2 separate regions of the Mus musculus genome follow, and region 2 is linked to region 1. The links are chromatin contacts, called in public Hi-C maps. All regions are on one chromosome and are shown on one strand. The core of a region is the stretch at or near the end of the contact, and the rest is flanking DNA. Distances in the headings are between cores, read along the strand shown. Region 1 holds the start of Fhad1 (forkhead-associated (FHA) phosphopeptide binding domain 1). Region 2 has its middle 8.2 kb from the start of Gm35531.

What was found. A called contact is a pair of places that touch in the nucleus more often than the background predicts.
Region 2: a contact with region 1 is called in a Hi-C map of olfactory sensory neurons, with 4 times the contacts expected there. The contact joins the enhancer-like site here to the promoter of Fhad1 in region 1. A contact is called at or near these places in 10 of 39 promoter capture datasets (the HPC-7 cell line, cranial neural crest, embryonic stem cells and 6 more), 63 of 484 Hi-C or Micro-C datasets (the Ba/F3 cell line, the HL-1 cell line, Sertoli cells and 33 more), 16 of 115 datasets of contacts at active chromatin or transcription factors (astrocytes, bone marrow-derived dendritic cells, differentiating embryonic stem cells and 6 more) and 3 of 9 other capture datasets (adipose tissue, embryonic stem cells and liver).

Annotation. Positions count from the first base shown.
Region 1 is chr4:142,008,668-142,014,985 of GRCm38.p6, forward strand. Fhad1 (forkhead-associated (FHA) phosphopeptide binding domain 1) reads right to left here and starts at 2,984. Exons shown (of 32, transcript NM_177868.4): 1 at 2,878-2,984. The coding sequence starts at 2,970.
Region 2 is chr4:142,243,309-142,249,626 of GRCm38.p6, forward strand. No RefSeq gene overlaps it. Among named protein-coding and RNA genes, the nearest start is that of Gm35531, 8.2 kb to the left of the region's middle. Within about 2 kb of position 3,578, at least 14 of the 459 cell types and tissues checked have an H3K27ac peak or open chromatin away from gene starts, as enhancers often do. A contact at or near this core is called in differentiating embryonic stem cells, epiblast stem cells, olfactory sensory neurons and 1 more, where this site is marked.

The DNA.
Region 1 (6,318 bases), core at 1,734-4,233:
GCAGATGAGTCCAATTTCTGCCACCCGTGTGAAGGTGGAAGGAGGGACCCCACTCCACCAACTCCACAAAACTCCCTCTGATTTCCACGTTTCTCCCCCCCCCCCCCCCCCCGTTTTTGAGACCGGGTTTCTCTGTGTATCTCTGACTGTCCTGGAACTTCCTCTGTAGACCAGGTTGGCCTCCAACTCAAAGACCTACCTGAGTTTGCCTTGCAAGTGCTAGCTAGGATTAACGGCGGCGTGCACCACCGTGCCTGGCTTAAAGTCTCTCAATATGCTAAGAAGAAATACTGCTTCTTTCTCTTGGTTTTCCCACTGTGGGTACTGAATGGGTTTTCTGTGCTCTTGCATGGGGATGGTCATGTAGGAGGCCATGCAAAAGGGGGTGTGACAGCTGATTTTGATGGTCAACTTGACTCGATGGGGAAAGCTAGCCCTGGGCCTTAATGAAGCACACCACTGGAGAGTATGGGATGGTGGTTTGCATGGAAGTGCTAAGACTCCAATTCAATGATTGGCTTTGTAGTAAGATGGGATGACTAGGGTAGTGGTGGGAAGTGGGGGGGGGTGTAGGGGTGAGACCTAAAAGGAGGAAGCAGGTCACTGGGTCATGTCCTTGAGTTTTATCTGCCCTGGTGTCTTATACATTCCTGCTATTTCCTATCTGTCATGAGGTCTGCAGGTCCTCTGCCACACATTCCTGCCACCATGACGCTCTGACCCCACACAGGGGCCAAGTTCCAATGGAGTGAACCCTCCTGCATACCATGCACTCAGACAAGGTTCTCTGTTGTTTCTGTTGGCTGTTTGGTCCTGGCCGTGAGAAAAGTAACACAGGAGATGTGGTGAGCTGTTGTTAAATTGGAATGAATGTGTTCTAAGATTAGGCGAACTTTGCAGAAATGCTAACCAGCCTGCTATGTAATGGCAGGATGCTGGATGCCCTCTCTCTGGAATTAGAAATGAGACAAATAAGGAGATTTATAGGTTTATACTGCCTCTGTCACTCTCAGTACTTAAAACCACACAGCTGCGGATGGCATTCGCAGCTGGTGAGGCGAGGGAGGCCATCTCCTACGCCGCTGGTGGAGAAGAAAGCCGCACAGCGGCGTTGGACAAGTTTGGTGGTTTCCCTGGGTACCATGCAGACATTTCCATGTGACATGTGACGCTACCATCACATACCCAGGCTTTCATGCCTACTCAGAAGCTGTGTCCAGCACGCAGCACCGTGCTGAGTAGATGCTTGGTAAACTCGGCACCGTCTAGAATCATCTTGGAAGAGGGACCTCAATTGAGAAAATACCTCCGCATCAGATCTGCATGTGCACAAGCCTGGGGGCGGGGCATGCTCTTGATTAATGATTGACGTGGAGGGCCCGGGCCACTGTGGATGGTGCTGACCCCGCACAAGGTGGTCCTGGAAGTGTTTAAGAAAGCAAACTGAGCAAGCCAGCAAGCAGTAAATGGGTGTCCCCTATGACGTCTGCTTCAGGTTCTGCCTCCAGGTTCCTGCCCTGCTTGAGTTCCTGCCCTGACATCCTTCAGTGATGGACTAGGCTGCAGAAGTGTGAGCCAAGTAAACCCATTGCTCCTCGAGGTGCTTTTGGTCTTAGTGTTTGTCAGAGCAATTGACAGCAAGCTAAAATGAGCAGCTATTTATTTTACTATGCTGACCCCAAACTAGAGATAATCACCGTTTCCAGTATATGACCGGCTAAGCAAACGGCACCATGTCTGTACCGTGGTCTGCTACTCAGCAATAAAAAGAAACAAGCTAGCAACCTAAGTGCATCTCTAGGCCTGAGGGAAAGGGAAACCAACTCAAATCAAACCCTGAATCACACACCGTATGATTTAATTAAAGTAACTTTCCTCAAACAACAGAATTATCGACGTGGAGAAGACAGTACTGGTTTCAGGGCTTAGGGGTGGTTGTGGGAGGGGCCACTGTAACTAGGAAGTGGTGTCTAGATCTCCGGTGGTGAGCTGTTTGGCATCTTGGCTTCTGCAAATGAATCTGCACCCATGATAAAATCATGGGTACCTACCCTCCACAGGCAACCCCTGCTACACACATACATACGGCCCGTGCTCTGGACTGCTTTGATGCTGTTATACATACATCACACTAGCATAACCACCCAGGAAACAGTGTGAGGGGCACACTCCGTCTCCCTTTTCAAAAAAAAAAAAAAAAAAAGCTTATTAAAGGCTTGTGGCGCAAGGTTTCAGGGAAGCTAGCTCCTCTGCTGTGGGAGGCCCCATCCCACGTCTCTCTAAAATATTTTAGCCTGCTTGAATATTTAAAGAGCTTCTGAGTCTCTGTTTTCATTATTCATCTCTTTCTTCCACTTCCTCAGCTGTCAGTGAATTGAGGCTTTGGACCACCAAACCACAGCTCGTCAGAAAATGAAGTTCAATTACGAGAGACTACGGCTAAGCCCAAGGCTTCACCTTGGAGCTTCCTGGGCTCCAGGGGCCCCTTAGAGCCAAGCTATGGAAAGGGAAGGCCTTGGAGGGGTGTTGGAAAAAGAGACCCTTCCCTGGGCACATGGTAAAGAAGAACACTTCAATGTACTTGCCCCGCGCACCCCTTCTAAGCTCCCCCAGAACGCTGCTTCTGGACAGGGGGGCAATTTGGGACCTGTAAGGACATGAGTTTGTTAACTAACAGAAGGCCCATCACCTTCCGATACCAAATGCCAGCTCCCCTCTGCCATCGGGAAGATTCCTGCATGGATCTTGGCTGTCCAAGGACAGAGTTGGCTGCTTGCTACCTGTGGCAGTTGGGCTTAGGGAGACTCAAGTCTACCTCACATGGAGGAGAGCTGGGGGGGCGGGGTGCATGGGACAGGCGTACGCCGTGTACCTCACCTGTAAGACGAGGTCTGAATCTGCATGCTTGCCGATTGTGGTGCTTTTATTCAGGACAAAAAAGCCATCAGCGCTCTTCAAATACGCTTTCATTCTTTCTGATTTCCCTACAGGAGGGTCCAGAAAGGGTTTGGTTAGAGAAACACATTCTAAGCCTGAGTGGATGAATTGGGGTCTCCTGATGTCATGGAGTCCTGAGGGAGAGGGAGACAGGGAGTGTCCAGGTGATGGACTAGCTCTGTCTTTTGAAGGTCATCTTTCCTAATAGTGATCACTAACAGAGAAGCATTGAAATATGATAATCAAATTCAAGGCATTTTTCTCTCTCTCTCTCTCTCTGTAAATACACAAGGTAGTTTAATGGTGGAGCTCCGGGTCGAAAAGTATCTCATGCAGGAGACAGTGGATTCGACCATGAGGCTTGAAAGCTATGGGTTTTTTATAGAAAAGGGTCTGGGGCTGGGGGAGGAATTGGCGCGGTTTCACATGACTGGTCCATTTAAACATCAGCAGAATGTACTCTTTTTTTTTTAAAAAATAAATTTATTTATTTATCTTATGTGAACATATATGTGCTTGAGGGTATGTATGTGCACCAGGTATATGCAGGGGCATGCAGAGGTCAGAAGAGGGCATCAGATCCCCTGGCATTGAAGTTACAAGCGGCTGTGACCTGCCATGCCACCTGGGTGCGCAGGTCTGAACCTGGGCCCTCTGCAAGAGCAGTAAGAACCTCTAACTAACCCGAGTCACCTCTCCAGAACCTCTAACTAACCCGAGTCACCTCTCCAGAACCTCTAACTAACCCGAGTCACCTCTCCAGAACCTCTAACTAACCCGAGTCACCTCTCCAGATTCCCGATGTTTTTTCTTAACTAGAGAAACAAAACAGAGCTCCAAATATCCCAACCACAACCCAAATGTCACAGACAGCGGCTGCCCCCTCCCTCGGCCTTCTTCTCCGTGACACCCACTGCTCGTGACACCCACTGCTCGTTTTTGCTTGGTTATGACCCAGCGCTTACTAGTTCAGACACTGCGGGTGAGTTACTCTCTCCCAGGTTGCCTGGCAACAACAGACTCCATCAGCTATTACTGATGCTAAGTTGGGCCTCTTACACTCCAGGTCAGAGACCCACAGGCTCCCAGTGAGTTCAAAGCACCAGGAGTCAGCCAATGGAAAAAGCAGGCTTCAACTGATTCTTGCTTTGTAAGTTGCTGCACTTCTCCATATACTGAAATTAGGAAAGGATGCTTTCGATTTTTATTTTAAAACTGTGTGTGTGTGTGTGTGTTACTGAGATATCTGTACACCTCAGTAAGCATATGGAGATCATAGGACAACTTGCAGGCATCTGTTTCCTCCTTCCGCTGTGGGTGGGTGATGGGGATCAAAACTCAAACACACCTCCCCAGGCTCCTTTGGCAAGTACGTTTACCTGCTGAGCCATCTCCCTGGTCCAAGGACTGACTTCTAAAGGCAAAGTACGAAGATGAAGGATTCTATGTGATCAGGACTCTGCACAGATTCCCTCCATCATCTTATGAGGAAAATGTCGAATATACGGAGATCTTTAAAGTGGACAGAGAGCCAGATGTGGTGGTGCGTGCCTGTGACCTGGCCCTGGGGAGGCTGAGACAGGAGGATTGTGAGTTTGAGGGTAGGTGAGGGTACAAAGAAAGAAACAAAAGCGAAGAGAGCCAGAAATATGGCTCAGAGGCTAAAAGCACTGTCTTCTCAGGTTTGTAAAGGGCTCAGGTTTGATTCTCAGCATCCACATGGTGGCTCACGGTCATCCATCACCCAGGTTCCCAGGGATCTAATCCCCTCTTCTGACCTTTGTGGCACTGAGTGTGAACAGTGCTGCCATGCCCCCACCCCCACCCCAGACACATCAAAAGAAAGAAAAGGAAGGGGTAGAGGTGTAATTCCTCTGAGCTCACTACCTGGAGAGTTTGCTAATATTTTTGTCATCATTCTTGGGTTTGGGGGTTTTAGACAAGTTCTCAAGGTAGCCCAGGCTGTCCTCAAACTCACTCTATAGCTGAGTATAAATGAACTCATTTTCCAGTCTCCTTCCCGGTGCTATGATTATGGGTGTGTACCACTGTGACCAGAATGCCGTGTTTTCTGTCCCTCCCACTCATCCATCCCTACTTCTCTCTTATAACACACACCAAATAAGTTCTGCACAGGTAAAAAAAAAAATCAACACTTCAGTGACATCCGACATTCCTAAAACATTGATGATAATGTATCTTTCTGTTTTAATAATAACCGAGCTGCATCCAGGCGCCCGGGAGACATCTCAACGCCAGGTCTAAGAACAAGTCCTCATTTTTGTTTCTTCCGAGAAACTTCTGGAAAGCAGAGTTACAGAGGCTGGAGATAGAAACGAAACCCCCTCTAGCTGTGACAAGGACACTCAGGGTCTCTACTCTCCATCACCACCCTGTACTGAGCCTCATCGGGGACAGGCATTCAGGGATGACCCTGAACGTCTCACTCTTCTGCCTTGACCTCCTGGGAACTGTGTTCCCAGCACACCCACCTGCATGACGGACCCCAGAGCTGATGCAGGACAGACAAGGCATGGGGAGGGTCTAGGAGTCTCTGCCTTTATTCCCTCCCTTATCAGCTTCTCGCTTTAGGGTGAAATCTTGGGGCCCTCTGCCATCCTGACAGTTTGGGCCACTACTTCATCTCCTAAGCCAGGAGCTTCTTCGACAGGCAGATGGAAGTCCTCTGTAAATACTGAAAGGCCAAAATGATACCTGGAAGGCAGCTCAGCTCTGGCTGGGGAGGACACTACCTTTCATTCCCTCCCTCTCTGGGATCAATCCTAGACGGAGCTTTGGAAGCTCAGCCTATTTCTCTCACTGCCTTGGTTAGGTGGTGTTTCTCCACCTTTGTCTAGTCCTGTACAGTCCCCCATCTGCCTGAAAGTACTGTATTCATTTGAGGGTGTTAAACTGTGTTGGTTCTCTCTTGATACTGTGATATGAGCCAAACAGCTTCCGTCAACCATGGATTAGAGATGGGTTAGAGGCAGACTTTGGAAGATATATTCTGATGAGGGCTACTTAGTGTGGGAGCCAGCTGTACATTTTCTTTTGAGTTATAGCTGGGCATGTGAGGTCTGGTAAGGGATCTCTCTGCCCGCTGGTGGATGACCCCCTAAGGGAAAGAGTCCCCTTCTAATTCCAGCGGCACCAGGGGGCGATCCTGGGGCCTAAGGGATGTGGGATGCGTCTGGCGACAGGGTGTGACTGCACTTAAGGTGGAATGGTTGGTGTCTGAACAGTGCCCTGTAACAGGAGCCTGTATTGGAGAACTCCGGGCAGGGACACGCCTCCTATCTTCGCCACTGCTTTCTGCCAGTCATCCCTGGAACCGCACTCACCTGGCAGGAGGAGGAAGCTGGGGCTCTGTTCTCCTCC
Region 2 (6,318 bases), core at 2,328-4,827, 240 kb after region 1:
AGCCATGAACTGATAACTCACATCTGCCTGGAAGAGTCTGGACAGGTCCCATTCAGAGGAACATCCCAGAGTGGACCCCCGTGGACACAGGGCTTGCTGTCAGGGATTCCAACTGTGAAATCACAAGGAGTCTTGGGCTACAAGGGGCATTGTGAGGGGATTCAAAGCTCCTCTTTATCTATCTATCTATCTACCTATCTATCTATCTATCTATCTATCTATCTATCTATCTATCTATCTATCTATCTATCTATCTACCTACCCACCCACCCACCCACCCACCCACCCACCCACCCACCCACCCATCCATCCATCCATCCATCCATCCATCCATCCATCTATCTATCTATCTATCTATCTATCTATCTATCTATCTATCTACCCACCCACCCACCCACCCACCCACCCACCCACCCACCCACCCACCCATCTATCTATCTATCTATCTATCTATCTATCTATCTATCTATCTATCTATTTATGTTGTTATTTTCAAACTAGGGCCTCATGAGACTTAGAAACTCACACTTGCAAAGGACCTCCTGGAACCCGGTGCGAGATGGGGGGGTGGGGGGTGGGGAAGCTGTCCCTAGCCTTTAGTTTGCTTTGTCCTTCCTCGGGGCCCACACATCTGGTCTGGCGTCTGCAGGGAAGCAGAAAGGCAGATGTGGAACTCGCTCAGGAAGGCGGTTGGGTCGATGGGTTCCCGTTGACCCTTGTGCAGACTTGTTTGATGGTTTGGAGTGTTTAGAGCCGACGGTTGAGAAGACAGTGAGATGAGAGAGAACCATGGTCCAGCCAGTGGGTGGGGACCGCACTAGCCTGGGCTCCAAGGTCAGATGGTATCCCCTGACCCTGACCTCAGGCTGACAGAGAGCCACCAGAGAAAGCACAAAGAGCCCAGGGGCAGGGGAGTCAGTGTGGTTCCTTGCATTGCCTCTCCATTTCCAGGAGAACTCCGTTAAGATTACAGAAAACCGCTACAGGACGGATTGGCTTAAGGGACAAAACACAGCAAGGTTCTATTTGGAGGCATTACTGTGGTGACTAGATGCTCCGAGATGCACATTTGAGTCCATTTGGAGATTTCTCGATGGTTCTATCATAACATTTGCAGCAGAGATTTTATTTTTCATTTAAAAATTATTATTGTTATTATTATTATTATTATTATTTTTAGCTCTGGACATTCTGGAACTCACCATGAAGACCAGACTACCACATCTGGCACACACACACACACACACACACACACACCAAAACAGTACTAATTTTTTTGGTGTGTGTGATGTGCATGTATGTGTGCCTATGCCACACCCGTGTGTGGCGGTCAGAAGATAACTTTGTGGGGTTGCTTTTCTCCTTCCACCCTTTCGTGAGTTCTAGGGCTAGAACTCCAGTCACCAGGTTTGCAAGGCAAGCTCTTGCTCCACCACGCTGTCTCTCCAGCCCCTTCTATTTATCGGCAGGGTCTCATGTAGCTCAGGCTGGCTGAAGATTTCTGATGTCACCAAGGGTGACCTTGAACTTCTGACCCTCCTGCTTCTACCTCCCAAGTGCTGGGATCCCGGGCCTGTTTTTATGTGATGCTGGTTTTGAACCCAAGAAGTCAGTCAGGCAAGGTTCTGCTAATCCCTACAGAATAGGTTTAACTGTGGCCATACTAATTCCAATAGCATACACCGTAGCCACATGCTATGGACTGTGAACCTGCCAAGGGTGTAGGTCTTGACAACTGCTGTTTACTCCCCTTCCAGCAAGACTTCAGAGAATCTGGAGACTTGGGCTGCAGTGTTGGCGCCCGGTCTGGTGGGTGACCAGGGGAACATGGTTGTTTAATTTTACATCTAAGCGAGCAGAACATTGGCTTAGAGAGTGTGTAGAGGGGTCTAGCGGGCCCAATACTTTTTCATGTGTGTTTGTTTTTTAAAATGGTGTCTCATGTAGGCTAGGCTGGCCTAACATTTGTTATCTAGCTGAAGCTAGCCCAAACACCTTATCCTTCTGTTTCCTCCTCTTGGGTGTTGGGATAAGAAGTATAAGCTACTATGTCCAGCTTTTTAATCTCTGTCTTTTTTATTCTTTCTCTTGGAGGTGTGTGTGTGTGTGTGTGTATGTGTGGATGTGTGTGTGGTGTGGTATGTGTGTGTGTGTGTGTGTGTGTGTGTGTGTGTGTGTGTGTGGTGTGAGGTATGTGTGTGTGTGGTGTGTGTGTGTGTGTGTGTGTGTGTGGTGTGTGGTGTGGTGTGTGTGTGTGTGTGTGTGTGGTGTGAGGTGTGTGTGTGTGTGGTGTGTGTGTGTGTGTGTGTGTGTGTGTGTGTGGTGTGTGTGTGTGTGTGTGTGGTGTGAGGTGTGTGTGTGTGTGGTGTGTGTGTGTGTGTGTGTGTGTGTGTGGTGTGAGGTGTGTGTGTGTGTGGTGTGTGTGTGTGTGTGTGTGTATGTGTGTATGTGTGTGTGGTGTGGTGTGGTGTGTGTGTGTGTGTGTGTGTGTGTGTGTGTGGTGTGTGGTGTGTGTGTGTGTGTGTGTGTGTGTGTGTGTGGTGTGGGGTGTGTGTGTGTGTGTGTGTGTGTGTGGTGTGGGGTGTGTCTGTGTGTGGGTGTGGTGTGGTGTGTGTGTGGGTGTGGTGTGGTGTGTGTGTGTGTTGCAATTATTAACAGGAAGTACATTAGTCTCCTCCTGCTGTGTAACAAGTCATCCCAGACATAGTGATACAAAACATGGGTGGTCAGGAGAGGGGAGCAGGCACAGTAGGGCATGTCAGAGGGTGGGGGGTGGGGTGGGCAAGGATGGAGTGTGGTGGGGGCGGAGGGGGGTGTTCAGCAGGCCACTGTGGTTCTAAATCACTTGTAGGTGGCAGCAGTGTGCCTGCTGCGGCTGCTGTCAGCTCAAGGTTCACCTGGAAAGCACCTGTTTCCAGCTCACTCCCACGCAGAGATTTGGTTCCTCCTGGAGGAATCCCAGAAGCCCCTGCTCTCAGGGTTGCAGCCTGTGCCCCATAGAGAGCTCTGAAAAAGAGCAAAAGCCAGTGTGTCCTCACGTTAGCAACGGTACCCATCACCATTTTCCTATCCTATTCATGGGGTGCATCACTAGGTCCCTTGTGCCCTTGGGAAAGACTAAATGTTAGTGTTGATACAGCAAAATGGGGGTCACGGGGGACATTTTGGAAGCTTCCCACCACAGGAAGCAGAGACACCATTTCTGGAAACCAAGAGCAAGTTTCACGTCTCAGGCCATATATTTCAGCTGTGCGGCTTTGGCCTCGCTGACTGATGCTTGTGGTGGCTGCTGGCTGGATTGACCAGAGGCTGCTGGGAGCTGAGGTGACTGTCAATCTCTGAGCTGTGCCTGGCTCAGTGGAACCTCAGCTCCTGCAAGGGAAGGACATTTCTTAGGAGAAGCTAAGTAATGAGCCAGAGCCATCGTTCCTGAGATACAGAGTCCCTCTGCAGCTGCTGTCTCCTAGGGACTCCTGAGGGACTTTGAAGCCCTTTGGCAAGCCCTGGGCTGCCTCTGTGGCTGAGGCCACAGGTGGGGGACAGTGTTGATCCTCTCTCCGTTCCTTGGCGATCCCAGCAGGGCTCTGGGGCACAGGTGCAGCAGGAAGGATTAGATGGGATTTTCTCCCAGCCCTGCTCAGACCTGGTTCTCAGTGGGTGAAGGATTTGACCCAAACTCCCCTTCACCATCTGCCCTGTGAGCTGGAATCTTTTGTGAGTCTGTCACAGACTCACCATGCCCCGTTGACAGTCTCCTCGGGGTCCCAGATGCCCTGGCCATGGTCTTGTTCCTTCAGTGGTCCCCAAAGGGTCTGTCTAGAGGCAGAGGCTGAGGCCCATCCCTGGGCAACAGAGGGCATTAAAGCATTTCCCAGGATGTAGCTGGCCTCTGTGTCCACTGTTCAGTTGTTTTGAGACAGGGTCTCATTACGTTCTTTTTAAAAAATATTTTTATTACCGTGTGTGTGTGTGTGTGTGTGTGTGTGTGTGTGTTGTGCCTGTGGATACATGTGTGAACTTGTGAAGGTCAGAGGGCAGCTCGTAGAAACTATCCAACTCAGGTTGCTCTCAGGTGTGGTGGCAAGCAAGCGACTTCACTTGCTGGTAATCCCCCTGCATCTACTTCCCAAGTACTGGACTCTCAGATAGGAACAACAACAGTCTACTCCGAGTTCCATTCTTTCCAAAGCAGCGCCTCACGCCCAGGCTGGCTTTGAACATGTTGTATTGCCCAGAACGACATTGAAATACTCTTCTTCTGCCTCAGTTTCTCCCCGCTGAGATTTCAGACAGGAACCATCAAGTCCAACTCCCTCAAGTTGATTGTTGTTTTTGCTTTTAGTTTTATGTTTACATTTACTAGACAAGCTCTCCTTTTGTACCTCTCACTGGCTTGGCCCTAGGTAGGCCAGGCTGGCCTTGAACTCACGGAATCCGGTGGGCTCAGCCTCTTAGGTTCTGGAATTAATGGTATGCACTTGTACTAGGATGCTCAGATTTTTTTCCTTTAAATAGGCTCTCAGTAGCCTAGGATGACCCTGAACTCCTGATCCTCCTGACCCTACCTCTCAAAGGGTGAGACCGCAGACATGAGCCACCACACTGGGGCTCCAAGATGGATTCTTTCCACAACGAGAGGATAAATCTCTTCCTAATTGGGGCTTCCTATTATTCTTCTCCTCTAAGTCTTGTTATGTGTGGGTCAGGAGGTTTCCAACAGAAGTTTAAAAGACAGAGGCTTTTCAGAACAAAACCACTAAAGAACAAAAGATCTATGTTACAATAACATTGGCAAATATTTATATAGCACTTAACATTCATTAGACACCACTTTGTATGCTTTTCATACAATAGACCCCCTCTCTCAGGGCTAAGGGTACTGTCACCAGCACAGAGAGTCACTTACCCAAAGCCACACAGCCACTGCCTAATGGAACTGAGACTCAGACCCATGCAGTTTGGCTGCACACTAACAGCCATTGTATGAATTTGGCAATAGGTGTGATAAACTAAATATTTCATCACCCCAGGGACCGTGCTCACTCATCCCTGAAAAGCCACATATATCCCCATGTTCTGGATAAGAAAACAGGGTGAGAGGGATGGTGGATGGATGGGGGTTGCTGAGGGGACCTGCCCTCTACACAAGGGCATGTTTCTTTCCTCAGTGCTAAGGTCAAGCCCAGGGTCTCACAAATTCTAAGTAAGCCCTCTGCTACAGCCTGCAATCTCAAACCTTGCACACTCGTGAGCAAAAAGTCAGCCACTCCTGATGCATGGCTGCCCCCAGTGGTCAAAAGGGGAACTGCACCTCTCCTCTTAAAAGCTCTGTGTCCCGGGGCTCCTGCGGGCCATACCCCAGCTAGTGTTCAAGAAGAGATAATGGTTACCATGGCAGAGGAGAAGGCTTAAAGATCTGCATACAGATGTCTCACACCCTCACAAACAGCCAGGGGTGGTAGTGTAGTCGCAGGAAGACCCCGGGGATTGCTGCCAGCCAGACTTGCAGAACCAGTGAGCTCCAGTTCTGTGACCAAGAATTATCCAGTGGGCATGCACCATGCACCTGCACACACGTGCACCCACATAGACACATACATAAACACAGAGAGTGCACACACATAAAGATACAAGTTACTGTTGATAGAGTATTTCCACTTCTGTGCTCGGTCTTACTGAGTACATAATATGCAAATATTATAAGTTTATTAGTGGATATACATGATCATTTTTGTTAAAGGTGATCAATAATATTACACACACACATCACTTTAGTCCCCATTTAGTCCCCAGCCTAGATCTATAAGTAATATTATAGTCTTTATTTTTATCAATGAGGAATAACAAACTTCAGAGAGGTTAAGCAAGTTCCTTTTAGACACATATCAAGAAAAAAAGTGAAAGCGGGATTCAAACTCAGGAAGCGTGGTCTGTGCACCATGCAGTCTCCCATTCACCATAATTACTCCAGCGGAGGCACAGAGGCATGGAAGGATGTGCCCAGGATCACATAGCTTCTAAACCGAGACCAGTGCTTTAGCTAAGTGCATCTTCAGTCACTCACTGACCCAAAAGCAAGTGCCACTCCATAGCCAGGCCCTGTCCTAGGCCGTGGAGCTGCGTCACTGTGAGACTCTGCCCCCTCCCTCTCCCCAGGATACTCAGTATAGAAAGTCAAAATGCTTAAAGCTTCGCAGGAGCCAACCTATGATCTCAGAGACCTTCCTGAGGTTGGAGGTGAGCCTGCCGTTTTAACAGTGGCCACTGGAGGCAGCAAAGAGTCAAACACAGCCAGTGCCCTGGAGAGGTTTTCTGAGT